Regions from separate parts of the Mus musculus genome. Here regions 1, 2, 3, 4 and 6 are each linked to region 5. A link is a contact called in public Hi-C, HiChIP or PLAC-seq and promoter capture Hi-C data. All regions are on one chromosome and are shown on one strand. Each heading gives the region's core, a stretch centred on a gene start, on an enhancer-like site or on the middle of the called end of the contact. The rest is flanking DNA. Distances are from core to core; before and after follow the strand shown.

The links. Promoter capture Hi-C pulls out the DNA fragments that hold promoters and counts their contacts. A called contact is a pair of places that touch in the nucleus more often than the background predicts. HiChIP or PLAC-seq counts read pairs in DNA pulled down with a chosen protein or histone mark.
Region 1: a contact with region 5 is called in a promoter capture Hi-C map of 3T3-L1-derived adipocytes, with 8 times the contacts expected there. The contact joins the promoter of G630093K05Rik here to the promoter of A330033J07Rik in region 5. A contact is called at or near these places in 17 of 39 promoter capture datasets (the 3T3-L1 cell line, 3T3-L1-derived adipocytes, the C10 cell line and 11 more), 5 of 484 Hi-C or Micro-C datasets (cerebral cortex, cochlea, neural progenitor cells and 1 more), 8 of 115 datasets of contacts at active chromatin or transcription factors (craniofacial prominence, embryonic basal ganglia, embryonic forebrain and 4 more) and 1 of 9 other capture datasets (liver).
Region 2: a Hi-C map of uterus shows a contact between it and region 5, with 3 times the contacts expected there. The contact joins the enhancer-like site here to the promoter of A330033J07Rik in region 5. A contact is called at or near these places in 6 of 39 promoter capture datasets (the 3T3-L1 cell line, 3T3-L1-derived adipocytes, the SN4741 cell line and 2 more), 1 of 15 datasets of contacts at CTCF or cohesin (the NIH/3T3 cell line), 9 of 484 Hi-C or Micro-C datasets (cerebral cortex, cranial neural crest, embryonic fibroblasts and 1 more), 12 of 115 datasets of contacts at active chromatin or transcription factors (the NIH/3T3 cell line, SST interneurons, astrocytes and 9 more) and 1 of 9 other capture datasets (adipose tissue).
Region 3: a contact with region 5 is called in a promoter capture Hi-C map of embryonic stem cells. The contact joins the promoter of Barx1 here to the promoter of A330033J07Rik in region 5. A contact is called at or near these places in 2 of 39 promoter capture datasets (cranial neural crest and embryonic stem cells), 6 of 484 Hi-C or Micro-C datasets (all in embryonic stem cells) and 1 of 115 datasets of contacts at active chromatin or transcription factors (embryonic stem cells).
Region 4: an H3K4me3 HiChIP or PLAC-seq map of forebrain shows a contact between it and region 5, with 6 times the contacts expected there. The contact joins the enhancer-like site here to the promoter of A330033J07Rik in region 5. A contact is called at or near these places in 6 of 39 promoter capture datasets (the 3T3-L1 cell line, 3T3-L1-derived adipocytes, epiblast stem cells and 3 more), 3 of 484 Hi-C or Micro-C datasets (palatal mesenchyme and uterus), 10 of 115 datasets of contacts at active chromatin or transcription factors (astrocytes, craniofacial prominence, embryonic basal ganglia and 7 more) and 2 of 9 other capture datasets (adipose tissue and embryonic stem cells).
Region 6: an H3K4me3 HiChIP or PLAC-seq map of embryonic forebrain shows a contact between it and region 5, with 4 times the contacts expected there. The contact joins the enhancer-like site here to the promoter of A330033J07Rik in region 5. A contact is called at or near these places in 3 of 39 promoter capture datasets (3T3-L1-derived adipocytes, cranial neural crest and hippocampal neurons), 3 of 484 Hi-C or Micro-C datasets (embryonic stem cells and uterus) and 13 of 115 datasets of contacts at active chromatin or transcription factors (astrocytes, craniofacial prominence, embryonic basal ganglia and 7 more).

Annotation. Positions count from the first base shown.
Region 1 is chr13:47,907,452-47,911,846 of GRCm38.p6, forward strand. It overlaps G630093K05Rik (RIKEN cDNA G630093K05 gene), which reads left to right and starts at 2,984. Exons shown (of 3, transcript NR_045156.1): 1 at 2,984-3,075. All of the region lies in intron 2 of Gm40938 (a long non-coding RNA gene), which reads right to left.
Region 2 is chr13:47,774,010-47,778,840 of GRCm38.p6, forward strand. No RefSeq gene overlaps it. Among named protein-coding and RNA genes, the nearest start is that of Gm35928, 13 kb to the right of the region's middle. Within about 2 kb of position 3,277, at least 55 of the 459 cell types and tissues checked have an H3K27ac peak or open chromatin away from gene starts, as enhancers often do. A contact at or near this core is called in the NIH/3T3 cell line, SST interneurons, adipose tissue and 4 more, where this site is marked.
Region 3 is chr13:48,661,009-48,665,175 of GRCm38.p6, forward strand. Barx1 (BarH-like homeobox 1) reads left to right here and starts at 2,028. Exons shown (of 4, transcript NM_007526.4): 1 at 2,028-2,331; 2 at 4,018-4,167. The coding sequence starts at 2,109. It overlaps Gm36606 (a long non-coding RNA gene), which reads right to left and starts at 1,784. Exons shown (of 4, transcript XR_382336.3): 1 at 1,531-1,784.
Region 4 is chr13:47,940,935-47,945,813 of GRCm38.p6, forward strand. The region is part of intron 1 of Gm40938 (a long non-coding RNA gene); the gene reads right to left. Among named protein-coding and RNA genes, the nearest start is that of Gm40938, 5.1 kb to the right of the region's middle. Within about 2 kb of position 1,542, at least 34 of the 459 cell types and tissues checked have an H3K27ac peak or open chromatin away from gene starts, as enhancers often do. A contact at or near this core is called in embryonic forebrain, forebrain and uterus, where this site is marked.
Region 5 is chr13:48,259,410-48,264,016 of GRCm38.p6, forward strand. A330033J07Rik (RIKEN cDNA A330033J07 gene) reads right to left here and starts at 3,214. Exons shown (of 3, transcript NR_102303.1): 1 at 2,511-3,214. Id4 (inhibitor of DNA binding 4) reads left to right here and starts at 1,707. Exons shown (of 3, transcript NM_031166.3): 1 at 1,707-2,529; 2 at 2,876-2,938; 3 at 3,543-4,607. The coding sequence starts at 2,089. The coding sequence ends at 2,920.
Region 6 is chr13:47,998,045-48,002,913 of GRCm38.p6, forward strand. All of the region lies in intron 2 of 4931429P17Rik (RIKEN cDNA 4931429P17 gene), which reads right to left. Among named protein-coding and RNA genes, the nearest start is that of 4931429P17Rik, 18 kb to the right of the region's middle. Within about 2 kb of position 1,602, at least 3 of the 459 cell types and tissues checked have an H3K27ac peak or open chromatin away from gene starts, as enhancers often do. A contact at or near this core is called in embryonic forebrain, where this site is marked.

The sequences.
Region 1 (4,395 bases), core at 1,734-4,233, 350 kb before region 5:
AAATAAATCAGCATTTTAACGATATTTCTTGCATGATGCATAATCAAAATTGCATGCCTTTAATTTCTTGGGGACAGACTGTTTCTTTGTTTGGTTTATTGATTTTTCTTACTGTCCCAAGGCAACCTTCAGAGAAGGTTCAGAAGAGCTCTGAGGCGAGGTGGAGACAGAGAGGTGGCTGAACAGAGGCAGATGCCCTGGAATAACCTGAAGCTAGAGAGGTGACATCACATACAGCTGTGGCAGCATCTGCCTTACTGAATTCTTCCTCTTCAGCCATCTACCCAGGTGGCCTGAAGAACAATGAGAACATGAAGATATTTTTAGGATGTTGCTAAATGCATCCCTCAAGAAAACATGATTCAGGCCTGTGATATCACCAGGCTATGCACTAGGCCAGGGAACACCCATGGCTTTGGGTGACATGTTAGACACAAATGACTAAGCCTAAACTTGAGAACTGGGCTGGCTGGGTGGAAAACATTCCCATAAACCTATTCAAGTGTGTCCTATACTGTCTGACATTACGTCCTTCATGAGGAATCAACCGGCAAGGAAGAACTTGTTGATGTAGCCACAAAATCCTTCACAGATTGCACTGAAATATAAGCAGAACACATCAACAGTGAAACTTGGATTTAGGATGACCGGGTAGAAATATTTTGAGAAAATGGAGGATAAAGATCTTGATGCCATCTTCAATATGGGCCTACGGGTTGCAGTCACTGTTCCCCCCAAACACCAGCCAATCTAGTGATACTAGTAAATATTATTTTTAAATGAAATAGAGGGGCTGGAGAGATGGCTCAGGTGTTATGAGCATGTACAGTTGTTGTAGAATACCTGAGTTCTATTCTCAGCCCCATCTCCGGGGGGATCTGCCTCTTGCCTCTGAGGACACCTGCAACCATATGGGTACACACACACACACACACACACACACACACACACACACCCCTCTGGATCCTTAAAAATTAAATAGAATAGCATTTAGTATCCGTAGTAAAAGTTAGCACTTTGGTTAGTTCTTTACCCTGAGAGTCTGTGGGTGCTGGATCACAATGTGTTATATCTCCTATGCCTGTCACAAAGAAGTGTAAAAGAAGTGAAAATGTTATTGCTTTAGATCAGGGATTCTTAAGCATCCCATTCAAATCCCCTTTCTGTCCATTTTTTTTTCTGGGATCCTGGACGTACTGGTATATAAAATAAGCAAACAAATCTAACATTTGCTGATAATGAATCACAAGGTAATTTATTTTAAAACAATTCTTTACTGTACATAAAATTTTACCATCTATTAAAGATCAAAGCAAATTTGCATACTAATGAGAAACATGTGCTTGTTTGCTTAATATAATCCAACCCAAAGATATACTAATTTGATACTTACATGCTGAAGAGTGATGGTAGGAAAATATTAAAAGTATTTGTTTTCTCTGTAATTAGACAATTATGTTTCTAGAACAGCAGAAAATTTGCATGTATGGTAGAAACACTTCAGTTTGTTACATACCAATGATGTCAAGGCTTAGCCAAGGTGTGTCATGTAGAACCCATTGATGTGTGTGTTGCGGAGCATACTTCATGCAAACTGTACATGTGTGTGCAGAACCAGGCGTGCAGGGAAACAGTTTGTGGCCCTTGTGCATTCAGAAACCGTGTACTATTGATGTACATTATCAATAATTCTCAAGACCCACCCCATGTTCGCATACCTTAACCCATATAGGATCACAACCCTCAGTTTAAGAAGCTTTGATGTATATGATGTATACAATATTTCTAAAACACTTTAACTTTGTGGTTGTTCAGGTCATTATATGCCTTGGTGGCATCCTGAGTAACTTTTAGCAGTGCCCAAGTTTCCTATGAGTTACTTAGAGGTGGCTGTAAATGGCCTCTCCGTGGCTGGTCTATCAGATTGGGGGCACACCAAACCCAGAAAAGTCATGCTTTACCTCTTGTGTCCCCGAAGCAGAATGTAATGCAAAACCTGTCATCAGGGGTTGTCCCCAATGGCAGAGTCCATGGTCTCCCATGCAGGATGAAAAGGATGGTAGGTGACCTATGGCCACCATGGCATAACACTGAGTGAGTTCCAAGGCCAGCATGGCATAATACTGAATCAGTTCCAAGGCAGACGCTTCAGTGACTTCACTTTCACAGACTCTCAGTTAAATTGCTCCCCTCCCTTCTCACTCTGTAGTTGGATATGGTCAGACACAGCCCAATAAATACATGGCTTGCTCAAGGGCACACACTTGAACAGGGCCAGCCTGATATTAAAGTGCTTCCTAAAGTGATTCAGTGTGTTCCAAGCATACGTGCTCCTCTTCCATACGAGAGGCACAAATATTGTCACGTGCTTTTGGGAAAAGCCATTTGACACTTCTCTGAGGTTACTGAAGGTTTTGGAAGTTCGAGCTTGGATGTTCCGCTTGGAATAAATCTAAGTAACTTTCTCTCCCCCCCCCCTCTCTCTGAGTGAGGAAGAATAGAGAGGGTTTAGAGGTCACTGAGCCCCTCAAGACCAGGCAGGTCTTCTGGAGTTACTATTGGAAACAAAGGGAACACTGGAGATGCTGGCAGTGCACACAGACTCTCAGACAGCTGGAGTGTTTCTGCATGATTTAGCCTCATGTAACGAGTCTGGCATTTCCAAGTTTGGGGAGGAGAGATGAGATGAAGTTCACGTTCGCTTGGGGTTATCTCTGTAATCATTGCCCTTTGATGCCAGTAATATTCAACTCAAAAATCTAGATAATCTTCTCATTATACAGAGTGTAGTATCATCCCAGAATTCTGATCGGTAACATTTCCACACAGGGAACACTTCTCTGTGCAGCATGTCCTTTTCCTATGAAGTCACTTCTTGGCTGGCTCTCTCTCCGTTGCCCTTGACTCTCCACCAGCCCCCAATGGCATGTCAATGAGGGCAACTGTGCATAGAGACCTTTCTCAGACACTGAGTTTCTAGTTCATTCAAATTTCTGTTTGGGGTGCTCTGAAAACACAGAAGGGACACGGGACAGATGTGCCATCCAACCGGGAACATCTGGAGAGTTTCACTGAGTGGGTAAAGTGACCTCTTCTCATTTGTGGAGACAGAAAGTCTATTTCAGGGATGGGTAGGGGCTGCAGCAAACTGGTGGTAGGGTCACATTTCTAGGCATGACGTGAATGGTGCAGTTAGCACCAGTGCCATGTTTTAGAGACCTGGTTTGGACAGTAAATTGGCTTGAAATAAAATAAGCGAAATCTGGCTGTGATTCCACTGCCCTGGTGAGATGGTTTCAGAGCCCAGGGGAAAAGGACAAAAGGGGTCTGATTCTCTCCAATCAAGTAACGAAATAGCAGCTGTTCCCATGGGCAAGAAGTACAAATGGCTTTGCTGCTGAAATAGGCTTACAAGGATCCAGGCTAATCTTTGTGAAACTGTGCTTTGAATGACTGCTGTTAACAAGCATTTGCTAAGATAGTTGCTGGGTTTTTGGTTTGTTTTGTTTTGTTGTTGAGATTTCAGAGTGCAGCAAACCTCTCCTGCCTTCTCTTGTCTCTTCATTTCTATTAAGGGACGAGAAGAGCTACTCCAAAAATCTGCAAAGAAAAGCAACTCTTCAGTCATGTTTGTGGCACTGGCTATAGATTCTGCCAAGCTACATAGTCCAACTCTGGGGATAGCACTGGTACAAAGGAATTATAAAGAACAAGTATATTCAGACCTAAGCATACCTCGGGTATTAAAAAGCATTTGTATATGATCTACACATGTCCTCATACATACTTGGAATAACTTCTAAATTACTTATAATACTGAGGAAGATATGAATACCATGTAAGAAAGTATTATGCTGCATTCTTCAGAGTGACAAGAAAAAGTTTACACATAGTCAGTACAGATAGAAATTTTTTGAATACTTTCAATCCACATTGGTTAAGACCATAAGTTCAGAAACCATGACCAGGAAGGGTCAGCTGTACTTAAATCTGCTCTCTCTTAATATCCAGATGATGAGAAAGAACTTCAGGAAGTGTCTCTCCACACAGACTCCCAACTCTCTATTTTATTTGGAGTTTTTGTTTTCTTGAGATGGCATCTTACTAATTAATATGTACCCCTGGCTGGCCTTGAGCTCATCATATAGTCCAAGATAACATGGAACTTGATGCAGTTCTTTTACCTCAGCTTCCCAAGTGTTGGGACTATGGCTCTGTGCCACCATGCCTGAATTTTTAAGATAAGTATCTTTATTGATTATTTGAGAATTCCATACAATGTATTTTTATCATATCCATCCCCAACTCTTCCCTTAACTCCTCCCAGAACCACTCCAAGATTCCCTGCCATATTTCATTTCTTTAAAAAAGTAATAATAATCCATTGGCTCAAAT
Region 2 (4,831 bases), core at 2,027-4,526, 490 kb before region 5:
GTTTGCTTGATAGAAACTATCTGAAAGGAGGGAACATCAATTGAAGAAATGCCTCCATGAGATCCAGCTGTAAGGCATTTTCTCAATTAGTATCAATGGGGGAGGACTCAGCCCATTGTGGGTGGTGCCATCCTGGGCTAGTGATTCTGGATTCTGTAAGAAGGCAGGCAGGGCAAGCCAGGAGATGCAAACCAGTAAGCAGCACTCCTCCATAGCCTCTGCATCAGCTCCTGCCTCCAAGTTCCTGGCCTGTTTGAGTTCCTATCCTGATATCTTTCAATAATGAATAGTGATGTGGAAATGTAAGCTAAATAAACCCTTTCCAACTTGCCTTTTGGTCATGGTGTTCTGTCGCAGGAATAGAAACCCTAAGACAGTTATGCTATAATCAGTGCCTCTACATATGCACTGGTTATAACACAGTGTACAGTATAATACTGTACACAGCCTTGCTGTGTTTGGTTGGAGGCAATTTAGTAACCTTTGTGTCTTGATGCTAGATGTTCTTTCTGCACACGTATCTGATCATCCCACTTATTATAGTGGGTCAACTGTAGAAATAAAGATGAGATGACCTTAATATTTAGATGTTGCTAAGATGTGAGGTAGCCCACACCGGTAAGTATGATGCCCTCAACATTTTGAATAAATGATCTACTATGACCAAAGTGCAACATAATTAATAAAGTGTATCCTTTAGGACTTTCTCCCAATTCTTGTAATAATTAAATAAATTATCAAAACTTCAATCGGTGAGCATGAAATATGCTCTTATTTATCATTATTTCCTTTAATTTGTCCAAAACAATTACAGTTTTCATTCCACAAAGGCTTTTGACATTTTTTCCCTGGGTGTGAGATAACTTGGGGGTTACTGGAATGGGAATTGTATTATTAAATACAAATGTCATAATTATTTCATTCAGTCCATGCTATCACTGAAAAGTTGGTCTATTAAAAATAGCTACGTGCAGAAGTAAGAAACCAAAGACAACTTGAGTTTTCAACAACCATGCATCATATTAACAACTACCTTTGTGTAGATGAAAGAAAAGTGCCATTTTGCCTGAATATTGATTACATTGTCCTCACAGTGGTTAGAAATGTGGTTGCACCCTGTGTGAGGGGGATGTCAGATCCACAGATGGATTATGAGCTGTGAGCGGCTGTAAGCCCCTCTTCATTGTACATCTCCCTGCTTAAGGCAGAGAAGCAAGGGAAAACTGATACCCTGGGTTGACAGTGATTGGGATAAGATGATGCAGAAAGTGGAGAGAGATAGAAGCATACACAATAAAAAGATGCCCATCTCAGGGCTATCTTGGAGCTTGGCTGTTGAGCCCTACCATTAAACAACAGACAGACTCCCATTATCTTCTCACTGGGAAATGCACTTGAGAAAAGTGTGTAACAGAGCCCAGTGGCTTAACAAGAAGAATTCTCCAGGAGATTTGACTCACGCTGTGGAATTCCTTTACAAATGCCATTCTGAGATGCAGAATTCCTCTTGCCATCCCAGATGTAACTGTACCAACCTTCGATATCACCAAATACATCAAATTTCCAGTGCCCTTTTCCATTTGCTACTTCCAAGTGTTTTGCCAAGACTGTTTCTCTTCTTCCTGCCTCACCCCCAACCACGTGAGTTGGGCAACACAGAGTGGTCTCCCCTTGATGGTGATCCTCCAATCTCGGCCTTCACAGGCACGGGCTATTGCACTCAGTGTTTTCCTAGACCTCCCTTGGGTTCCCCCCCACCCCCACCCTGGGCCCAACATTGTGCCTTCGTCTGTATTACAGAAATAATGCTGCAAAGTAATGGCGGAGAATAGAATATGGCTCCTTTCTGAGAATAATTTTCCCCATATAACAAATTCAATCAAAGGCGACTTCTGAGATATCAAAAAAGAAAAGTATCAAAAGTATCCAAATAGAGTCAGAGTGGAGAAGATGCCCACACAGTCGGCAACTCTGCACTCGATCCCAAAGCACTGGAAAGAGAAAGGCTAACAGCTTATTTATACCAGCCCAGAAATCCGTTTTTCTCCCTTATTGCTTTAATCTTTTAAGGGTTTTATTTATTTATTTTTCTGAAGTCAAATTAACCAATATCTGCTGCCCAGAAGCCATGGGAAGCACGTGACAAGTACCAATAGAACAAAAGAAGAAATTACAAACGTACACAGAGATGCATTTTTTTTCTATTCCCTGAAAGAAGGTCCAGGGGTTGTGAGATGGCTCAACAGACAAAGGCAGTTGCTATGCAAATCTGACGGCCAAAGTTCTGCCCCCATCACTTCTCCATATAAATAGAAGGAGAGAATGGACTTCACAAAGTTGTCCTCTGATTTCCACATGTGTTTGATGGCATGTGAAGGCATGTGCATACACACACACACACACACACACACACACGTACACACACGTGCACACACAAAACCAATGATGCCTTTAAAGAAAGGTGGTTGAATATCAAGAAGAAAATAATCTTGGGGGAGCTTCCAGGGGGACTGTCCATATTTTATAGATGTTAAGGTTGAAAAGCTTTACAGCTCATCAGACTAGTCATGGGGAACACCATAGACAGCAGTATGATCATTTAGAAGGCTCCAACAAAGGCTGTGTGGATACGTTCTGAAAGGACAGACTAGTGGTAAGGACCGTCACCAAACTCTCTTGATGCTGCAGGGTGGAGACAGGGACCGGAGTTGTTAGAAATGGGACAGACCACGTCTGCAGCATCTTCCTTGCTGAGGTCGCCTTGGCTTTGCCTCCCTAACCCTTGCCACCGTGCAAAGGCCTCTCATCAGTCAGGTAATGCAGGCAAATGTATGTTCCCAATCAGCAAGAAGAAAGAAGTGTCTTGGGACAGGTTGAGTGACACAGAACCAATCTTGTGGCTACTTTCACAGATGCTTCTGGGAAAACTGTCCACTTGGGTGACCTCTGGTTTCTCGTGATTATGGAGATATGACACAGTTTCCTCCCTTAGATCAAAACAGAAAGCAAGTCCTCCTCTCCGTTGCTTTGTTGGCTCTTTACTTCAAGATTCCAGCCAGCTTTGTTTTCCCCCAGGGTCTCCTCCTCTCTGCTTCCCTCTCAGAATGATATATTCTTGGATGTTTTGTTCCGTTTGAGCCAAACTTTATGTGATTTTAAAATATGAAAAGAGTATATGTTACCAAAGTCACTCTAGGCTTGCTGTCCATAACTCAGTGATAATAACTTCACTATGGAAGAGAAAAATGTAATTTCACCACAAACACTCCCATGATGATTCAGCCCCGACTCTTGCCAGAGAGGGCTACGCCATTTTTTTTTCTCTCTCCCCAGCACGCAGGCTTCAGCAAAGAAGCCTCTGCATCTTAATTCTTTTCTATATTAGGATAAAATGCTTTTTGGCTTGCTGATTTTGAAACTCTTAGGAAAGAGCAGGGGGGTGGGGTGGGGGACAGTTTCTCATAAAGTCTTTCTTGCACAGCTAGTTGGTCCGTGTCCCGGGAACTCAGTGCCTAGACTCATGATCAGACCCCAAAGAGCAGTAGCTTAGAGATCATCACCTCAGAAGCGGGACAAGACATGTTTCCTCTTGGGGTGCAGATGGTATCTATTTAGCTAGAATGCTTCGCTGTGGTTGTTTCTCACACCCGTCATTTTGACTGGCTTCTTATCACGTTTGGGAGAGCCAGCATACTTTCCCACAGGCTTACCAAATACATCATTTGATTTTCCTAGCTAAGGCACGGGATCAGGGAGCTCCCAGAAACAGAATGGGGTTCTGGGAAGAAACAATGATTCGGTGCTAGATCTGTCCCCAAGAACACATCTGAAGAGCATCTGACTGAAAAAAATAAGTAGTGGTGTGGTGTTTTCCCGCCAGCGCCCCTGAGCCTCCTCCCCCCGACTCTTTGTGGGGCTGCTTTTGATGAAGACAAGGGCATGCTGTTCCCACAAAGATTCCTGACCCAGGTCAAGGGCAGAAAGCCAGAGAAAGGCAGTGTACAAGAAAAAGCATCACCTTTTAAAGGCTGTGAGCCTATGTCATGAGCAGATGGGATGGAAAACCCGGGAAACATTTGTTAGTGTTTACTCTTTTCTCTCTCTCTCTCTCTCTCTCTCTCTCTCTCTCTCTCTCTCTCTCTCTCTCTCTCTTTCCTCTCTCTCTCTCTCTCTCTCTCTCTCTCTCTCTCTCTCTGTGTGTGTGTGTGTGTGTGTGTGTCCCTCCGTCATCTCTTTCTGTCTGTCTCTTTCTCTGCCAACTCTCTGTGTCTGTCTCTGTGTCCCTGTGTCTCTGTATCCCCCCCCCGCCCCCTTCCCCCCCCCCCCCCGCCCCCTGCCTCTCTAATGACCACACACACTGCGTCTGTGGTCATCATTCTGAAGCAGACTGCAAGGCATAGCCTCTCTGAGAGACATTCACCTCTGCAGGGCTGGGCGCCATCATTTATGTTAGAACATAAAGGTTGTTATTATTGCTGCATTGCAATGCTTTTCCAGACCCACTCCTTTCGCGTATTTCCTGTCACCCTTCCCCATGTGGCCCTGTGGAGATTATTATTAAACATGCCTGAAGCTAGCGAACCTTGCAGGTCTTACTACTGAGCGTTATTATTCAAACACCACAGGGAATGCAGCTTTCTTTCCTACCCAGGAAGATGTGTTTCAAAGCCAGGATGAGTCATACCTCAATCAAAAGGACAATATTTCTTAAAGCAAAGGTGATCAAAAAGGAGAGTTGTGTGCCGGGCATTCAGTTCTGCACAAAGCCTTGACTTTCTGCCTGGAGCTGCAGCATACCTGCTCCCGGTTTTAATACTGCAGCTTTCAAAAA
Region 3 (4,167 bases), core at 778-3,277, 400 kb after region 5:
GTATAGGTATGGTACCTAGAAAGCCGCTTCTACTCACTGGAATGCCTGAACCAGTCCTTGGATTGAGTTGTATTGAGAAAGGAGGTTGTTGGCCAAGATTCCTATGTCCTGAGTAGACACCGACTTTCCTTTCTGTTCAGTGGGAAGATGCCCATTGCCACTCTGTCTCTGATATGTGTGCGGGTGGTCTTAGTGGGTCCTGTATCACCCTTCTAAAGAGTTATTTTGGTTACCTGATTATCCCCTTTCAGGAGTCTAAAGCAACGGGAAGCCACTAAAGACTGCTTCCCTTCAGTCCTGATGGTGGTCTCCTGACTCAGAAAGTCGCTGCACATTTGGCTGAGCTGTAGCAATGAGCTTTGGGGGGGGGGGGTCTGCATCTCAGCAGAACATTTGGAAAGATGCCCTTTGTCCCCTTCCCAGGCTCAATGGTCAAAGGCTATTGGTCATTTCTTAGTGTCCCGGATGCTACAGTCCAGTAGGCTTCTGAGCCCTCCACCCCAACCCCGTCAGCAGGCAGAAGAAATTATTTCAACTTGGAGAGTTGGGATATAGTGTGATGAACTCAGTTTCCCAGCAGTGAGGGCTTAGGCTCTGTGGAGAGCATTCGTGGGAAGTAGGAGTGGCTTAAAACATGGAGTCCAGTCTAGGAAGGCTGGACAGGGTGGAGACAGAACCCAAGACTCCTGAGAGAGGCAGATAGGAAATACAGCAAGTCCTCTCCTAGCCTCCTGAGGACACCCTACCCTTCTTGCTACCCCTGAACAGCTGGCATGGGTCACCCTGGGTATAGAAAAGTCTCACCTTCCATCCCCACAAACTCCCTGGAGCCAAGAGTCAAGTCTTCCAGACTTGAGACAGCTCAGAAACTGTCAGTGCCAAGACTCAAAGAGGCACACTCAACAGAGGTTAATTTGGGGAGAGAAAAAGAGAATGATCTAACAGCCCCATCTTTAGTCCTGTGAGAGACTGGAGGCTCAGAGATGGAGCTAGGTCCCCAGACTCTCAGAGTATTCCATGATCCCCTGCCTCAAAGTTCATCCAGTGACAGTCTTTCCCCTTTTTATTCATCTGCCCTTATTCTATCCCTTGCTCTAAGTAAACATAACTCAGCCCACTAAGTCTGGTGGTTGCCAGAGAAAATGTGTCCAGGTAAGCTTAAATTAGAAATTTAGGTAAATCCTAGTTGGAGAATCTTTTTTTTTTTCTCCCAGGGTAGCTTCAGAGATTTGAGATCAAAATGGTAAACTGAGGTTGGGGTGGACAGGGAAGGGGGGGAAGTGGTGCACAGGCATGGTCACCACCCTGCGAGTTACACCCCGGTGTATTGCACTGGATCCCTACAGCATCTCGCAGACCTGGGAAAGCTGTTTAAGGCTACCCCTTTCCCAGCTTGGCTTTTGCCCCTCCTCCTCACCACCACTCCAGCCCCTCCCCATCCCACCCAGTCCGCTGGCCTTGCTGCTGTGCCCTCCCCGTGCCCTCCTGCACCTCTGGGGCTCTCTCCTCTCTACGTCTCGGCGCACTCACGTCTAAGAGGCGTCTTGGACACCTTCACATCACTGCCTAGGATCCTGCGTGGTCCTTGCTGTCTGTCTTCAGACTTTTTCACGCCTCTCATTCAAGATCCTCGGTTTGCCCATCTCCGCAGTGTCCTATCCTCAGGGCTGTCCTCTTGGGCGAGCTCTCCTCTTTTTCCCTTGGTCCCGGCCTGCGAGCCCCTATCCCGGGCTCTTTCCCTCCTTCCCTCCTCTCAACCTCCTTTCCTCCCTCCTGGGTCCCTCCCTCCGGCTGGGCCTAGTGGGTGGGGGGCGGCAGCGCGGGGCGGGGCGGGGCAGGGCGGGCGGGGCAAGGCAGTGACGCGGGGCTGGCCAGGCTAGAGGCGCGGCGGCGCGGGGCGGGGACGCAGTCCCGGGTCCGACTGGCCGAGCCCCGCGCGCCCCGCCCGCGCCCTGCGCCTCCGCCCGGCCAGCCGGCGGGGGAGGGGGCATGAGCCGGCGCCCGCGCGCCGCCGCGAGCTGCGGGCCGGCCTAGAGCCCCGCGCGGGCCCCGCGCCGGAGCTTAGCCGCCGTCGCTTCCTAGCCGCGGGCGCATCCCCGGGAGCCGCGATGCAGCGGCCAGGGGAGCCGGGAGCCGCGCGCTTCGGTCCGCCCGAGGGCTGTGCGGATCACCGACCGCATCGCTACCGCAGCTTCATGATCGAAGAGATCCTCACTGAGCCTCCGGGGCCCAAGGGCGCAGCGCCCGCGGCCGCCGCTGCCGCCGCGGGCGAGCTGCTCAAGTTCGGCGTACAGGCGCTGCTGGCCGCCCGGCCCTTCCACAGCCACCTGGGTACGTGCAGCGGCCGCCGCGCAGAGGACTGGGCTTGGCGGGCGGGTGGGAGTCGGAGACCTGGGGTTGTCCGTAATTCATCCTCTTTCTCCCCTGTTTCTGGAGCGACCTGGGATGCAGCTCAGCGCAGGCCCGAGGCACCTACCTCTCTTCGCGCACTCCAACGGGAAAGTGGAGGGTGCGAGCAATGAGCTAGGCAGAAACCAGGCCTTGTGTCCTCGCGTCAGACCAGAAGAGAGTTTGTCTTCTGCTTCAGGGCGGCTTCGAGTTTTTTCGAATCGGGTGATAGGCGAGGCCAGGAGCCAGAGACCGCATCCCTATGGTTGCTACAAAATCAATCTACCGAGCACTCTGGATCAAAATGACTTCAAACCAGGGGAAGCCTGAGTTTCGCGGTAGGGTTGGCTGGGCATAACAGTAGCTGCCCAGACTGGGAAAGCTCTGGAGAAGAGGGTCGTGTCGCATAGTGTTGGATGCCCAAGCCATCCAGGAGCCTTTCAGAACCCCGTGCTTTCCAGTCAGCAACCGACCGAGGCCTGTGCTGCGGCCAGGGTCTCCGTAGGCCTTGTTTGAGGGAAAGAGGCCTGGTTGTGATCCGCTGCCCAGTTGGTCCTTCCATCCCGAGATCTGCTGGGCTTTCGTGCGTCTTGAAGCACTTGCTCAGATCTTTTCTGTCTCCGTCTTGTCTCTTGGGAGATTGTGAGGCAGTCTGCCCTGTACTGCATCTCGGCTTAGGGCTTAGTGACTCTCTTTGGTTGACCTCCTTCCTAGCCTTTTGGTAAAGTGGATCTGTCTCCCCTCTACCTCTCCCCCTCCGCAAGATTCTCTTCCCACTTCCTGCTATGTTTTCTATGCTCCCCTTACCCTGATGGTTCTCAGCCAGGCAGATCCATCCTTTCCAGTATCTCTTTTAGGAGAAGCCTACCAGGAAAGGAAGCGTCCAATATAGACTCCAGCTCAGCTAGCGGCCTCCGGAACCGGCCCCAGATTCTGTCCAGTCTTGGTAGCAGCCAGTCCAGTTTGCCTCTTTGATGTTCATCTGGTTCACAGCCTCTCTGCTGCCGTTCACTATAAAAGGACTCTGTTGTTGGCAATTCGTTTGAAGCGGGCAAACAGCCGATTTAGGGCTAAAGAACATGGAGAGGTCTTCATGCTTCTTGGGGGGAGGGGGTCTGAACAGAGGAAACAAGAAAGACAATTTTCAGGTTCAAAGGATGCTTTGGTGACCCTTTCCTCGCCAATGTCCAAGCCTCAGCCAGTGATGTAGGTACAGCGCCCAGAAAAACAAATGCTCACATTCCACAACGTTCTTTTCCCAATGCAAAAGCTCCCCCACCCCCGCCCCCGCTTCCAAATTCACCCGTTTCTTCTTAGTTTCTCTTTTTCACGAAAGGCATACTCTATGTCCTCGGAGCAGCGAACTTGCTCTAAAGCATCCTGAAATCTCGGAGCCTACTGGCTCATGGGGACTCCAAAAAAGAGCAAAGGATGCGAGGGATACTCTTTTCTAGACTCCTCGGGATAGCTACCTGAAGGAGGGTCGCCCAGGATGCTGGGTTTAAATCCCCAGGGAGTGGCTGGTTCGGGCTCCCAAACGCAGCAAAGCGCTGTGGCGTGGGAGGCTGGAATCCAGTTCACCCAGATCTTTCTCTCTTCTCTCTCTCCCCTTCTCTCTTTGCTCTGTAGCGGTGCTGAAGGCTGAGCAGGCCGCAGTGTTCAAGTTCCCACTGGCGCCGCTCGGCTGCTCCGGGCTGGGCTCGGCGTTGTTGGCCGCCGGGCCTGGGATGCCCGGCCCCGCAGGCGCATCGCACCTGCCGCTGGAGCTGCAACTCCGCG
Region 4 (4,879 bases), core at 292-2,791, 320 kb before region 5:
CATTTGCAAGTCAAGCTGTTTGGGCAGAGGGGTGCACTATGGGACACACTAGGACATACTGCAGCTTTCATGGTGAGATGTGGTTTTTTGTTTTGTGTTTATTGCATTTTTGGTTTTTTTGTTTTTTGTTTTGTTTTGTTTTCTCTGGGGAGGGGGTAGTAGCAAGGGTGAAGGGCGGTTATGAAAGGATGGGGAGGTGAGTGGGATTGGGGGGGTGCACGTTGTGAATTCACAAAGAATCAATAAAACATTTAATAAAGAGAGAGAAGAATACATACAATCAGGTGGGTGTGGAGGTGGGGGTACTCTAGGAGGAATTAGGGAAAGAGTAAACATGATCAAAATACATTGCATGAAAAAAAATTAAATGCATTTTAAAAAAAACCCTGCTTGCTGCTCTTGCAGAGGACCCGAATTCAGTTTCTTACACCATGCTGGATAGCTCACGCCCTTCTGGAAGTCTACTTTCAGAAGATGTCTGAAATCCTATTCAGGCCTCTGTAGGCACCTGTACACATGTGGCATGCGGAGGGGGCGGGGAGAAACATATAAAAATAAAAATCTTCAAAATAACAGATCTAGTATACATTCCAAGTGACGGCCTGACTCTATGTAAAAGTCTGTGTAGGGTCATTGAAAGCCAAGAATACACGTTTCCCGCTGACACAGCAACGGTTAAGATTCCAGCTGACACAGGATGCTGATGGATAACAAGGGTGCAGCCAGGCCACATGGAAGGAAGGTTGTGGGCTCCTCAGGGACCTGAGAGCTGAGGGGCAGGAGGGAACTAAGATCCCAGAGAAGGGCTATGAAGTGAAGATGAGGAGAGGTCCCTGTGTTGATGTCCTGGGAAGGAATAAATCTGAGACAATGGGAGAGGATTTTTCAATGACTTAAACTGTTGAGGGAGGAAGAGGAGGAGGATGATAGCATAAGGACAATTATAATTGTTAATAATATTATTATCCTATTATTTCCAGTTTCCATTTCTGTTTACTCTCTAGCGGTTAGCAAAGAGGAAGTAAAGAACAAGAGAAGAGTTAAAGATGAAGCAGTTGCCCAGGTCTTTTCTTTCTTGTTCCTTTGTGTTCTCCCATCTCTCCCTCTCCCTCTCCCTCTCCCTCTCCCTCTCCCTCTCCCTCTCCCTCTCCCTCTCCCTCTCCCTCTCCCTCTCCCTCTCCTCTCCCTCCCTCCCCCCCCCCCTCTCTCTCTCACACACACACACACACACACACACAGAGAGAGAGAGAGAGCTCACCATCACCATTCCCCAAATCTATCAGGCTACACCATATGGAGATAAAAAAGGCTGTACACAAATTTTAAAAAACAAAAACTTAAAAAAAAAATCCAAAGGCCACCCACTGGCTTGTTTTGTGTCGATAATTATATCGGCTACTGTCTTGCAGAACAATCGCCTGCTGCGGTCCCGCAGCCCTGATGAAGAGATCACACTGGGAAGTGGAAAGTGTCCCTGTCCTCGGGATGGGAGGCGGATTTGCTTTCTTCCAGACAGCCTTGGAAACAGGGCGCAGGAGAGAAGCAGCACAGAGCAGCCACAGGGATGTCTGAACCTGCCGTCAGCAAGTGTGGAGACAAGGCACCCTTGCAGGGAAGTCGGTTTGCAAACAATGAACATCTTTTGTGTTCCTTGTTGGCAAAGCAATTGATTCTGAGTTAGAGATTGGCTGGGTGCCACCTGAGAATGGTTTCTCTTCTGTTCTGAAGAGTACAGGAGTAGAAAGAGCTGCAAGAGAGGGTGTTCTTTCTCCTCTTAGCACGACTGCAACTGGAGCTGACTTGCTGTCTTCCTCTCTACTGTAACTCACGGTATGCATCTCACAGACCGCATCAAATGCTATGAAAATCTTACAAACAACTGAAAATGCTTTGGGGGGCATTTAATAAAATGTGGGATGGTATCTCACATCAGTTATTCCTTCCCTCATGCAATTTACATATACCTTTTTCTCCTGAGAAAGAAGCTTAGCGCAGCAGGATGGATGCGCATATGACTCACAGAGACGTTGGGGGCGCGCACAAGACCCGCACAAGTTCAAGCCACACCAGGGCCCAGCACTAAGAGGCTATTTGCGATGGTTGTCTGCTGGGAAAAATCAGTTTTCTCCAATGGAGTGTCACTGGCACTTATCAACTACACCCCAGGGCGTGCCCCATGCCCACGAGTCTCTGGCCAGCACAGAACTGGCTTCATGTTTTCTGTGTGTGTTTTTTGGTTTCATTCTGGTTTACCTTGGTATTTGTTTTGTCTTTTTGTTTGTTTCGTTTGATTCCATTTGTGTTCTTTCCGGGAGGGAGGGTGTTTTTGTGTCTTTTGAGAGAAAGAATAAAATTGGTTGAGGTTTGGGAGGTAGGGAGGATCTGGTAGGAGTTGGTAGAGGAAAACATGATAAAACTATATTGTTTGAGAAAGCTTTCTATATTAAGGTTCTGTGTATAAAGAGTTATATGTATTTCAAAGAAAGAAGCCAGGCTAACACCCTGTGCTCAGAGGGGAGGTTGTTTAAACTTTATAGTGCTAATGTGAGTGGCTAAGGAACACAGAGAGGCCAGAGCAGCCATTAAAGTATTATTGTTTTAAGAAGTAATAAAAAATCTCCAATCGGCTTCATTGAAACTTCAGATGATTCTATTAAACAGGTAGAAATCAATACTTTATGGTTTAGCTTCTAGCTGCTCCCCGTTTAAAGAAGTCACTTTTTCCACAGGAGTGCTGTTTGAATGATTTCATATAAAACACCATCCACTAATTGGCTTTGACATAATTAACATACTGGGAGAAAGAGGAGCCAAGTCTCTGGCAGCTGTACCACAGGGAGGCATGAGCTGCAGAAGGACTTTCATCCTCCCACAAGGGTACCATCCCATCATGGTGCAGGCAGGCTCAGGGGTGGGGGTGACCGGCCTGTGGGGTCAAGGGCTTCTCCTCTGTGCGCTGTGAGCCACACCCATCTTGAGAATGTTCCTGACTGCTCCAGACATAGAAGAAGGCCCGTGAGGTTACATGTTCCCATAGGATCAACACAACAGCCTTTGCCTGTCCCTCTTCGGGGTTTGTTAGTATGTATGTACACAGCCGAACACACTTGTGATGCATTCACGGACACAAAGTGTTGCTATATGTTGTTTTGTGCTTCCCTTCGTTAAACGTCAAGTTGTGTTTAATGATGCATTTTGCTCATAAAGGTAGCAGAGGTTTGTTTGTTTGTTTGTGTTGATGATGTGGTCAAATTCTTGACATAAAAACTTGATTAGGAAGGAGTCTGTTGTGGTTTGTAGTTCCAAGGTCCATGCCTGTTGCCCTGAGTAGAGGCAACTGGTCACCCTGTAGCCCAGGTTGGAAAGGGGAGAGAGAGATTGAGGGAGGGGAGGGAGGGGGGAGAGGGAGGGAGGGAGGGAGGGGGAGAGGGAGGGAGGGAGGGAGGGAGGGGGAGAGGGAAGGGAGGGAGGGAGGTACTAGTGCTCAGCTGGCCTTCTCCTTTTAATTCACTCCTGGAACCCAGCTCATGGGGAATGACTGAAGCCTTTTGAAACCTCCAAGCCCTGCCCCAGTTACAGACTTCCTCCAATAAGGCCACACCTCCAACCTGTGCTGCTGCCACCATGTCTTCCTTGCTGAAACTGTAAGCCTAGCATTAAATGCCATCCCATATCCTTTCAGTTAACCCTATCTAGAAACTCACTCACAAGGACAGAGCTCTGCCTCCCAGTGGATTCTGCTTCCTATCAAGTTGGCAGTATTAACCAGCATAGCTTTCTTTAGTTAGAAAAATCCTGAATTAGTCAGCATTCTCAAAAGTAAATAAATGGATGGATGAATAACAGAACCAATAGAATACGTACATATGGTCTCTTAGTTACTTTTCTATTCCTGTGATTAAAAATACCAATAACCCAGGCAACTTATAAACACACAGAGAAAGTTTGAGAGTTACAGTTTCAGAGGGTTAGACTCTGTGACCTCAGGAAAGCTGAGCACTCATAGCTTGATCCACAAGCAAGCAGCAGAGATAATACTGGGAATGGCACAGCCTTTTGAAACTTTAAAGCCCAATCCCAGTAACACATCTCCTCCAATAAGGCCACACCCCCTAATTGTTCCCAAACAGTTCCACCAGCTGTCAACCAAACATTCTAATATATGAGCCCTCGGAGGCCATTTTCATGCAAAGCACCACATATGGTCATAAGAATGAAGTGGTTAGATCATGCATTCAGAGGACTGGTGATTCCATAATGGCCATTTGTAGGCTGGAGAACTGAGGAAACAGCAGATTCTCAGTTCAAGAAGCTGAAGGCTCAGGATATGCAGAGCCCATTGACGCAGCCTCCCCGAGCATCATGAGTACACATCTGTATCACTCAAAGGCTGATGAAGCAAGAATCTGGTGTGCTTTGCATGTGGCAGAAGAAAATACATTTGCCCAGGGGAACCGGTGAGCTGCTTTCTCCTTTGGTTTTCTGTTTCCTCCAAGTGCAGCCTCTTCAATGCCACTCCCCACATCCAGGATGTGCTTTCTTGCCTCAATTTTCTTGTCCACACCTGTCTCTAGATACACCCCCACAGACTTAGCCTAGAGAGCACTTGACTAACATGCTAGGCATCTTTCAATGGTTCAGCAAGCCGAAAACCAAGATTCACTATCACACAGTGGATAGACATAAAACACAAGCTCGCCAGTTACTCTGATGGTGATCGAGATGGCTATATAACTACTGTAGGACAGCATTTTGCTTTGTTGCCTGAGCTAGCCTTGCATTTGGTATCCGAACTGTCAAAGTAACTGGGCTTCCAGGTGTGTGACAGATGCCCACAGAATAACCACATTTTATCTATATCCTTTTTGCTTGCAAGTTG
Region 5 (4,607 bases), core at 1,964-4,463:
TGGATGGAGACTGTGCGTGCACAAAAGCAACGGAGAATGTCATTTGTTTCCAATAATTAGGGACAGTGGCCTCTAAGGATTTAGAGGGAGGAAGATGGTTACATCCATCTATGAAACTGGTATTTACTAGTCTGCTCCTCATTTCGTCAGGAAGAAGGAATGCACTCTGGAAACCGTGGTGGCCAAAGAGTCACAATGTACACGCATGGCGAAACAAAACGGCTGCCTTGTATGGGTATCAGAGTTCTGAAAAGCAGAAAAGAGGAGCATGAAGCCCATCCGGGGTGGTCAGAAGATGTGAAGAGCACATCTCTTTCAATTATCAGTGAAAATGAAGGCAGCAGTCCGTGTCATGTATGGGGAAGGAAGAAAATTCTCGGGTTAATTCATCTTCAAGCATGTCTAAAGGTGGGAGGGCTTGCAGGGGGAAAGCACTCGAAATTCATTTCCCATGAGCTGTGAGCTTTATGCTCATTTGCCATCTGAAGAGCTTGGTTGTTTTTTCTTGAAGAGGACACACAAGCAACACTTATTTTGAACCCTTGAAGGACTGTTTTTCTGCTAAAAAGCCACACACACACACACACACACACAACACCCTTAAAGAAACAGGCCTTGTAGCAGGGTGGGGCCTAAGCAGGACCCTGGAGATGTGAATGCTAATATTTCGTAGCTCTACAGGGAAGCCTCTGGACTATTCTTATTTCCTTATTCAAATCGAAGTGCGCTGAAATATATGAAGCTGTGCATTAATGGCTTAAATTAAGTTACAGGTATGAATTTTACATAAATCAGATTAATATTATATGTCATGGTGGAATTTTAAACACTTCGTGTCCGTGCATTTTTTATTTCTGCATGCTCTAATTTAACACCCGCAAAGGATTGCATGTCTTAAGCCCACTTCTGCATCTGGATAGGTCCAAGAAAAACCCACCACGATCTTGGATCTTGTTTTATGTGTATTTACCTTCATCAGAAATCCTGCACTGGATCCGGCTTTCGACATTCTTTTCCTATATTTTTCTTTTACTAAGCTTTAGCCTGCATGTATATGCATACACACATACGGGAAGGCTACCCGTTTTCATTCCATTATAAGGGCTTCGCAATTGTGCAAAGATGAATGGTGATGCCGAAGGAGGATAACATGGACAAATGAACCAACTCGCTTCTTGAAAGCGAGTCCTTCTGAAAGCACTGGAATCTTAGGGACTGAAGGCCTGGGGACTGAACTCCCCCCCTTGAAGAGTGACAGGGGACCCACAAACAAGGCTCAGAGTCCCTCAGCAGCTTAGGCCCATGGAGAACGCATTCCAGCCAGCACATTCCCCTAGTTCTTCGTAGGAACTTCTCTCTCTCTTCCCCTCCCTCGGGCACTCTCCATCCTGGCCCGACTCCCACCCGGCTCTCATTTTCTCAGATTCACCCCTCCCACAGCGTTGACGGAATGGAGTGCCCTTCCCATTGGCCCGAGCGTCATTCCCCGAGGTGGCACTGTCCTCCTGATTGGCTGGTCACTCCCGACCCCCCGCCCATCCCCGCCCTCGGGTTGCCCGGCGCCCCGCCCTCGCCACCTCCCTCCGCGCCGCCGCCCGCGCGCCGAGCTCGCCCGCGTCCGGTTCTTGTGGCGACCCGGCCCGCGCGCTGGCCCCGCCCCCAAGGCGCGCGGCTCTACAAATACTGCTGTGCCGGAGCCGAGCGACGCTGTTGAGCTGGGAGGCGCGGTTGGAAGTCGTTACTTTGAGGGGGGGCAGTCACCGGGCGATCCACCTTAGTCGAAGCTCAGAAGGGAACGGCTCAGGGACCAGGGTGGGCTACTTTTTTTATTTTCCGGGGCTTTTGATTTTTCTTGTCTTTTGCTTCGGGCCGATTGTCGCTCACAAAAAAAGAAAAAAAACAAAAAAACAAAAACCTGAGATACCCTTTCCAAAACCCCGAGCAGCTCTCCGGTCGATTTCTGGAGCTCGGAGCCGCCGGGTGCTGCGAGCGCCGGACGCGCAGGAGAGGGGAGCAAAGCAAATTGCGGGCGGGGACCCGGAGCTCGCTCTACCGCTTGTCGCGGTCCTCTCGCGCAGGAAGCGCGCGATGAAGGCGGTGAGCCCGGTGCGCCCCTCGGGCCGCAAGGCGCCGTCGGGCTGCGGCGGCGGGGAGCTGGCGCTACGCTGCCTGGCGGAGCACGGCCACAGCCTGGGTGGCTCGGCAGCCGCCGCCGCCGCTGCGGCGGCCGCGCGCTGCAAGGCGGCCGAGGCGGCGGCCGATGAGCCGGCGCTGTGCCTGCAGTGCGATATGAACGACTGCTACAGTCGCCTGCGGAGGCTCGTGCCTACCATCCCGCCCAACAAGAAAGTCAGCAAAGTGGAGATCCTGCAGCACGTTATCGACTACATCCTGGACCTGCAGCTGGCGCTGGAGACTCACCCTGCTTTGCTGAGACAGCCGCCACCGCCCGCGCCACCTCTCCACCCGGCCGGGGCTTGTCCGGTCGCGCCGCCGCGGACCCCACTCACCGCGCTCAACACTGACCCGGTGAGAAGCCTTGGCGGGGCACCCTGGGCATCGCGGGAAAGGTGGCGGGGCGGCGAGATACGGGTGGTCTTGCTCCTCTCAGGGAATGACAGCCGCTTCTCCCGTCTCCACCGAGAGCCGCCTGCTGGGCTTGGTGATCCACTGGTCCCTGAGCCGAGGGCGGTTGGGACTTGGAGCCCTGCGTCTCCGGAGTGTCCCTTGCATCACAGGAGGCTTCCCCAGCTTCGGGCTCGGGTGGGGACTCTGCTCGCCTGCCTAGTTTTCCAGGACGTCTCCTGGGTGGTGGCGACACTGTGATATGCGCACTCTAACCGTTTTTCCCCTTGGTGTTGGGTTGCTGTTCCAGGCCGGCGCCGTGAACAAGCAGGGTGACAGCATTCTCTGCCGCTGAGCTGCGATGGATGGCCAGGTGAGCGCTCAGGTCCCCGAATGGTTAGTGGGCTACCATGCTCGCACCTCCCCAGGGGCTGCCGGTGCCAGGCACTGCTGCGATCTTTGTCCCCTAGCATTTCGAAGCGTAAAAGCCCCGGGGACACCCATACCTCTCTGCCACCCAGTTAGCGAGACAGTCCACTTAGCTTTCCAACTCGGGGGGGGGGGATCACTCTCTGCGGAGCCTCATCAGCTGTGGTCCCCGCCGCCCTCGTTCCTCTGCCTGTGACCGACAGGCTCTGCTGGTCTCCTCTACCTCTGAGAGGACACCCTCGTGACCGTAGAAACTATCCCAGTGTCCCAAGATCTCCCAATCCTCCTCCCTCCCCTTCATGCCCAGCTGAGCGGCCTGACATCCACAAAGAGGGATGTGGGCAGAGCGCCCCGAACGTTGTCCATTGGCCTTCCCCAGCCCGCATTTGCCTCCTGGGCACTTGGCTGAGCTTCGGGCTGCGGGTGTTGCCTGACCCGGCGGTTTGTTTTGGGTTGTTGATCATGCATGTCTTGAGTTTGGTCGGTGGCGCCAGTTAGTCTGCAGCGAGAAGGTTCACACACCCCCTCTATTCATTCCTCTTCCACAGGTGTGCGGCCGCCTGAGCACCAGCGAGCCAGGAGCCCTAGGAAGGGAGGGCCAGAGCAGAAATTAAGAGAAACAAGCCACCGGAGGAAAGGGGGGGAAATCTTCAGCAAATCTAGAAACGTCGTCTCGTCTTGTCATTCCAAGAGAGAGAGAGAGAGAGAGAGAGAAGGGGAAAAATAAAACTTAAATTCACTTTTACTTTTTTTGCACGTTCACGAGCATTCACCGTACGTATTCTCTTTCGTTTCTTCTTTTATGACCGCTGTGAATTGTACGTTTCTGTGGTTATTTTTATCACCCTTTTGAAGGTGCAGTTAAACTTCGAAGCTTAAGTGTTGTCGACCAGACTGCTAAGTAGAAGAGCAATCGTGAATCCAACCTTAGAGGCTACATTGTGACAAGGGAACTGTTTTTGTTTTTGAAGCTTTACTAATATACCAGAGCACTGTAGATATGTTGTTTTACATCTATTGTTTAAAATAGATGATTATAACAGGGCGGGGAACTTTTTCTCTGCAAGAATGTTACATATTGTATAGATAAGTGAGTGACATTTCATACCCTGTATATATAGAGATGTTCTATAAGTGTGAGAAAGTATATGCGCTTTAATAGACTACTGTAATTATAAGATATTTTTAATTAAATATTTTTTGTAAATATTATGTGTCTGTTTTTTTAAAATCGATGGGAATATTTCTTTTGGAAAATTATTTTTCAGCTCCCTTGCAGAGCTTTTGCTATCTGGATGTTTTCTGTTTGGCCAGGCTGTTGATTTGGTTTTTTTGTTTTGTTTTGCCCAGTATCCAGTTTCTGAGGCTCAGAGGTAACAGCTCTCTGGTACTGGTCTTGCATGATTGCATGAGGTGTTCAATCACAAAATAAACCAGTTACGAGTCCTTTCAAATGTGCTTTCTTTAACCTAGATGGAAACCTTTGTATTTGACGTGTACATGGTAAAAACCTACCTTCTCGGGTTTTAAGTACAGGGTTTTATAGTGTAATATATAAAGAATTAAGTGTGTGGGGTTTTTATTATTATTATTCTTTTTGAACTGAGGTCAAA
Region 6 (4,869 bases), core at 352-2,851, 260 kb before region 5:
AACCACGTGCTAACCTCTTCCCGCCATATTGCCAGCGAAAGTAGGTCTGACTTAAACAGGGATGCTAAATTATCCTTATTTGTGAGAAAGTGTGCTCTCGTGAACCCCCCAAATCACTGACATTCATAAATGATCGTTTGATTTTACACATTAAACGGACTATGTCTTTATTAAAATATAAATTATGAGTTATGATCTTAAAGCATCATACACATCTAATACCAACTTAATTTTAGTTCTGCTAGTTTCAATTACTTTTCCGTTTAACCTCTCACTGATAACTTTCCTCGTTGCTGCTCCCAAACACCTGGCAAGAAGCTTTTTAAACGAAGGAAGAGTTTGTTCGGACTCTGCCCGTTATGGCAGGAAGGGCATGTGGAAGGGGAGCCGTGGCAGTGGGGACACAGGCTGCTTTCTCACAGCTCAGTGGGTCCAATGGAGAGAGGGGGACTTACACTTCTCTGCTGGTCCCTTCCTGGTCAATTTTCCAGCCCACAGGATGGGACCAGCCACATTCAGGATGAGTCTTCCGGCTCAGCTAATCCTCTCTGGAAAAGCCCTAGCAGGCACACCCAAAGGGGCTGCCTCATTAATGCTGGAGGTGTTTCTTGATCCAATTAAGTGGGCAATCAAAATTAACTAGCACAAACTTTAAGCATGCGGGAAGCATAAATTGGACAAGGCAGTTTCTGGCTCTGCCCCTGTCGGGATGCCAGTGTGAGCCCCAAAAGGAGGTGAACGGATTAGTGTTGCTTGGCTCCCTCCCACCCTCTCCCCTACGCCCCTCCCCACTCCTCCAAGAGCTTCTCATTGTTGTTATAATAAAAGCATCTTCTGCCAAAAGACTGCAGTACACCTGGCACCTGTGTCTCCCTCATATCCCATCTCTGTCTCCTGCCTTCCCACCTCCTAGGCTTCAGCCGTGCACCCCTCCCCACCTCGATTTTGTGGTCATTGTCACTATTCTCCATTAACTTTTATTATTTGGGGGGGGGGGGTGTTTGTTTCCACTGGAGTTCACTGCCTTGTATGGCTGGCCCTCTTTCACCTTCCAGGACTATTAAATGGAACGTGTTCTCTTGCTGTTTGCACCATGAAACTCCCACTTCTCTATGTATCTATCTATGTATCTGTCTATGTATCTATGTATCATCTATGTATCCACGGGTGTATGTATCTATCTACCTACCAATACACACACATCTATACATCTGTCTGTCTGTCTGTCTGTTTATATATCTATCAATCATCTATGTCAACCTTCTTTCTTACTGGCCTGCTTCATTCCCTCTCTGTGTTTCCTTCCATCTAAACTAGGTCACTTCACTATTTTCCTCTCAGCCTTCTTCTCTCCTGTAGTTTATTCCTTGCTGACTCTTGATTGACAGGGGCCGTGACAAGCATATATAAATATTCATGAATTATTAATAGAATAACTAAGAGAGGGAAACTGCCTTGGAGCTGGTGGTTTTCCACTGTTCCTGGCAGGCTATGTGTGCTCTTGCAATAGGCTACGTTTTTGTATAGGGACTTACCGTCCTCTCCCTTGTACTGTGACAACAGCCTGCATGCTGGCCTCTATGGGACACTGAGCAGCAAGCCATCTGCTACCACCAGCTCCTACTGGAGCCCCCTCCCACCCTGTGTGGATTCTTCTAGCAGCCTCGGATTCTTAACATGTTCTTCTACCTGGTCTTAGAGTTTCCAATTAATTTTAACAGTCTTTGAATTCAAATCATTTTCAGAGAGCAGAAGATAGACTTCTTATAATCACAGTTTATTTTCACAGTTGGCTGAGTTCAGGCTCTGGCATTCCTGTCGTCTCTCCTTCATGGTTTCACAGTCTGCTCACGGTTCATATTCTACTGGGAAGTTTTTTTTTTTCTTTCTTTCTTTTTTCTTTTCACTCCATGTACTCTGTTAAGATGGAGAATTTCAACATGGAAAACAAAGTCATGTTGCTAGATAAATGTACCCATTAACCACTTAATGAATGTCACATTCAAATGAAAGGTTCCAAAATTTAACCATACCAATACAGATTCTATTTGTAGATATATAATAAGGTCCAGGTCATATTGGAGATGCCTTTTTTTCTGAGCCAAAAGCCTCCCTTTAACTGCTAAGTTTCTTGGCGTCTTGGACTATTTCTTGGATTAGATCCTAGGGTTCTAAGTAATCCCTCTGGAAACAAAACACTGTCTTTCTCCCTTCAGTGGCTTTTGGTCTTTGTGCTTTATCACAGCAATAGAAAGTTACTGGTACAGGGAGAAATAAATAAATTTAGCAGTTTTGGCTTTTGGCATCTGGAATGCCCCTAACCCCCAACCCCAACCCCAACCCAAACCCCAACCCTAACCCCCACACTTACCCGACTCCCCAGACAGTGTCTCATCTTAACCTGAAGTTCCTGGGATTTACTACCAAAAGTCGCATAAGAAATTGCAATAGAAAATTGCAAAGAAGGTAAACAGTGAAAGAGTTCTCTGTGCTCTGTGAGTCAAAAGGACCAAACCAGGGCAGTGGCACAGGAGAAAGCTCTGCATTTGAAGAAATGACTTCAGCACTCCTACGTGCATGGAAGGACAGAAAGGGAGCTCTCCACATGTAGAGGGGTTTAAACAGAAAGAACTTAATTACTTTGCATAGAAAGGTGAACAAAGAGGTGAGCAGTTTGAGGATAAAATAAAGAAACAAATAATTAAATATATAAGGACAAGCTAGGCATAGGAGCCTCGTGCCAAGGGAGGGTCCTTAAGAAGAGGAAAAGTAAGTATCCAATTTTCAGATACAGCAGGTGAATGTTTGAGACGTTAAATTGAAATTGATTTCTCCATAGTATTACATTTTTAATTATCCACGATTACTTTGGTCCTGGAAAAAGCCTGCCATTCAAAACACTATTAGTGTAGCTATCATTAATAAAGGGAGGAATCCGGAGAGCCGACATGGTGGGGTGCACTTATATTTCAGGACTTGAAAGGCTGAAGAATTGCAGAGAGGGCACAGCCAGCCTGGGCTACATAGCAAGACTCCATCTCAAAATGAAAAATAACAATAAAAGACAGAAGGCAGCATCACCAGAGTGACAGAAGGAAGGCCAGGACACCAGGAAAGAGGGGACTCACTGGGCAACCAATCCACAGAGAGGGAGCAGTGCCCTGAAAGCCACAGTGTGATTGCAAAACTTGGTGATAGATGCCATGAACTGAGTGTCTGTGTCCATTCATCTGCTGATGTCCTTCCCCCCAGTGTGATGCTATCTGAAAGTGGAGCTTTGATGCTTCTGAGTGTAACTGATGCCCTTAAAAGCAGAGACCCAAGGGACTGGGGGAAAGGCTCTGTGAGCAGATAAGAAAGTCTTCCAAGCAATCATGAAGACCCAGCACCCGAATCAAAAGCGACATGTGTGTACCTGTAATGCTAATGCTGCAGGTCAGAAACAGAGAAACAGAGGCATTGTGGAGGCTAGATTCAGGTTCAGTGAGAAACCCTGAGTCAGGAGAAATAAGCACGAGTGGCTTCCATGAAAATATAGGCTCGTGCACACACACATACTATACTATATATAAATACACACAGATGCATGAATATACTATACACACAAAAAAATAATAAAATAAACCACCCCTGCACACCCACACACACATGCATGCACCCACATGAATAATACAAGGACATTTTTGAGAGAGGTAATTCTAGGAGACAATCCGAGGGGCAGGCAGCGGCCGTGAGCCAGGAGGAGGCCTTCAGTAGAAAGGGCCATGCTGGAAACCTGAACTGGGGGTTCAGGGCTCTAAAAGCTTGAGAACCTCATCTTGCTTGGTATGTTTGTGGCGGTAGGTCAAAAGAGCTTGGCCAGTCAGTGGCTTAGCCCATGGCAGCCACATATGCATGTTTTAACATGAAATAGGGGGACTTGGAAAGAGGGAGAAACTCTGTGGCAGATCGTGGATCTAGAATGAGGTTGTGTTTGGCTTTCATCTTTAGCACCAGGAAAGGAAGTAAATGAAGGTGTTTATCGTCAAAGTCTAGGTGACTGTATAGTACCCATTTGGGTGACTTGTGGACTGTGACAACCCCATGGACTTTATTTTGAGAGTTTTAGTAACTAATGTTGGTTACTGGTGGCTGGCTGTACTCACCGGGTAATGGCTCACTTGGTGCTGTTAAGATGTGCCATGGAATCCTGGCTGTTTAAAATGATCTACTTACAATTGTTTCCATGTGTCCTATGGTGTGTGTGTGTGTGTGTGTGTGTGTGTGTGTGTGTGTGTGTGTGTGTTAGTGCACATGTATATGGGTGTGCATGTAGAGGCCAGAGATTTGAAGTCAGTAGTCTTGCCTGTCCTTTCACCTCGGAAGCAGGGTCTCTCCCTCACTTGGCTAATCCTACAGCCAGTTTGCTCTGGCATCTCCTGTTTCTGCCTTTCCTGGTTGGAATTACCTGGGTTTCAGAGGATCTGAACTCTGGTCATTCTACTTACATAGTAAGCACTTTAACCCTAAGCCACCTCTCAGCCTTGTTCATACGTCCTGAGTATTAGAAATTACAGATAGATCGGGCTGTATCAAATCGCTTTAAACGCAGTCTGCATCCTCTTAGAAACTAGCTGTTTCATCTGAAATGTTAAAAAAAAGATTAACAAGAAAAAAGAAGAGAGAGGAGAGGAGAGGAGAGGAGAGGAGAGGAGAGGAGAGGAGAGGAGAGGAGAGGAGAGGAGAGGAGAGAAGAGAAGAGAAGAGAAGAGAAGAGAAGAGAAGAGAAGAGAAGAGAAGAGAAGAGAAGAGAAGAGAAGAGAAGAGAAGAGAAGAGAAGAGAAGAGAGGAAGCCAAGAGACACAATCTTGTCCAAAGCTGGGAAATGTC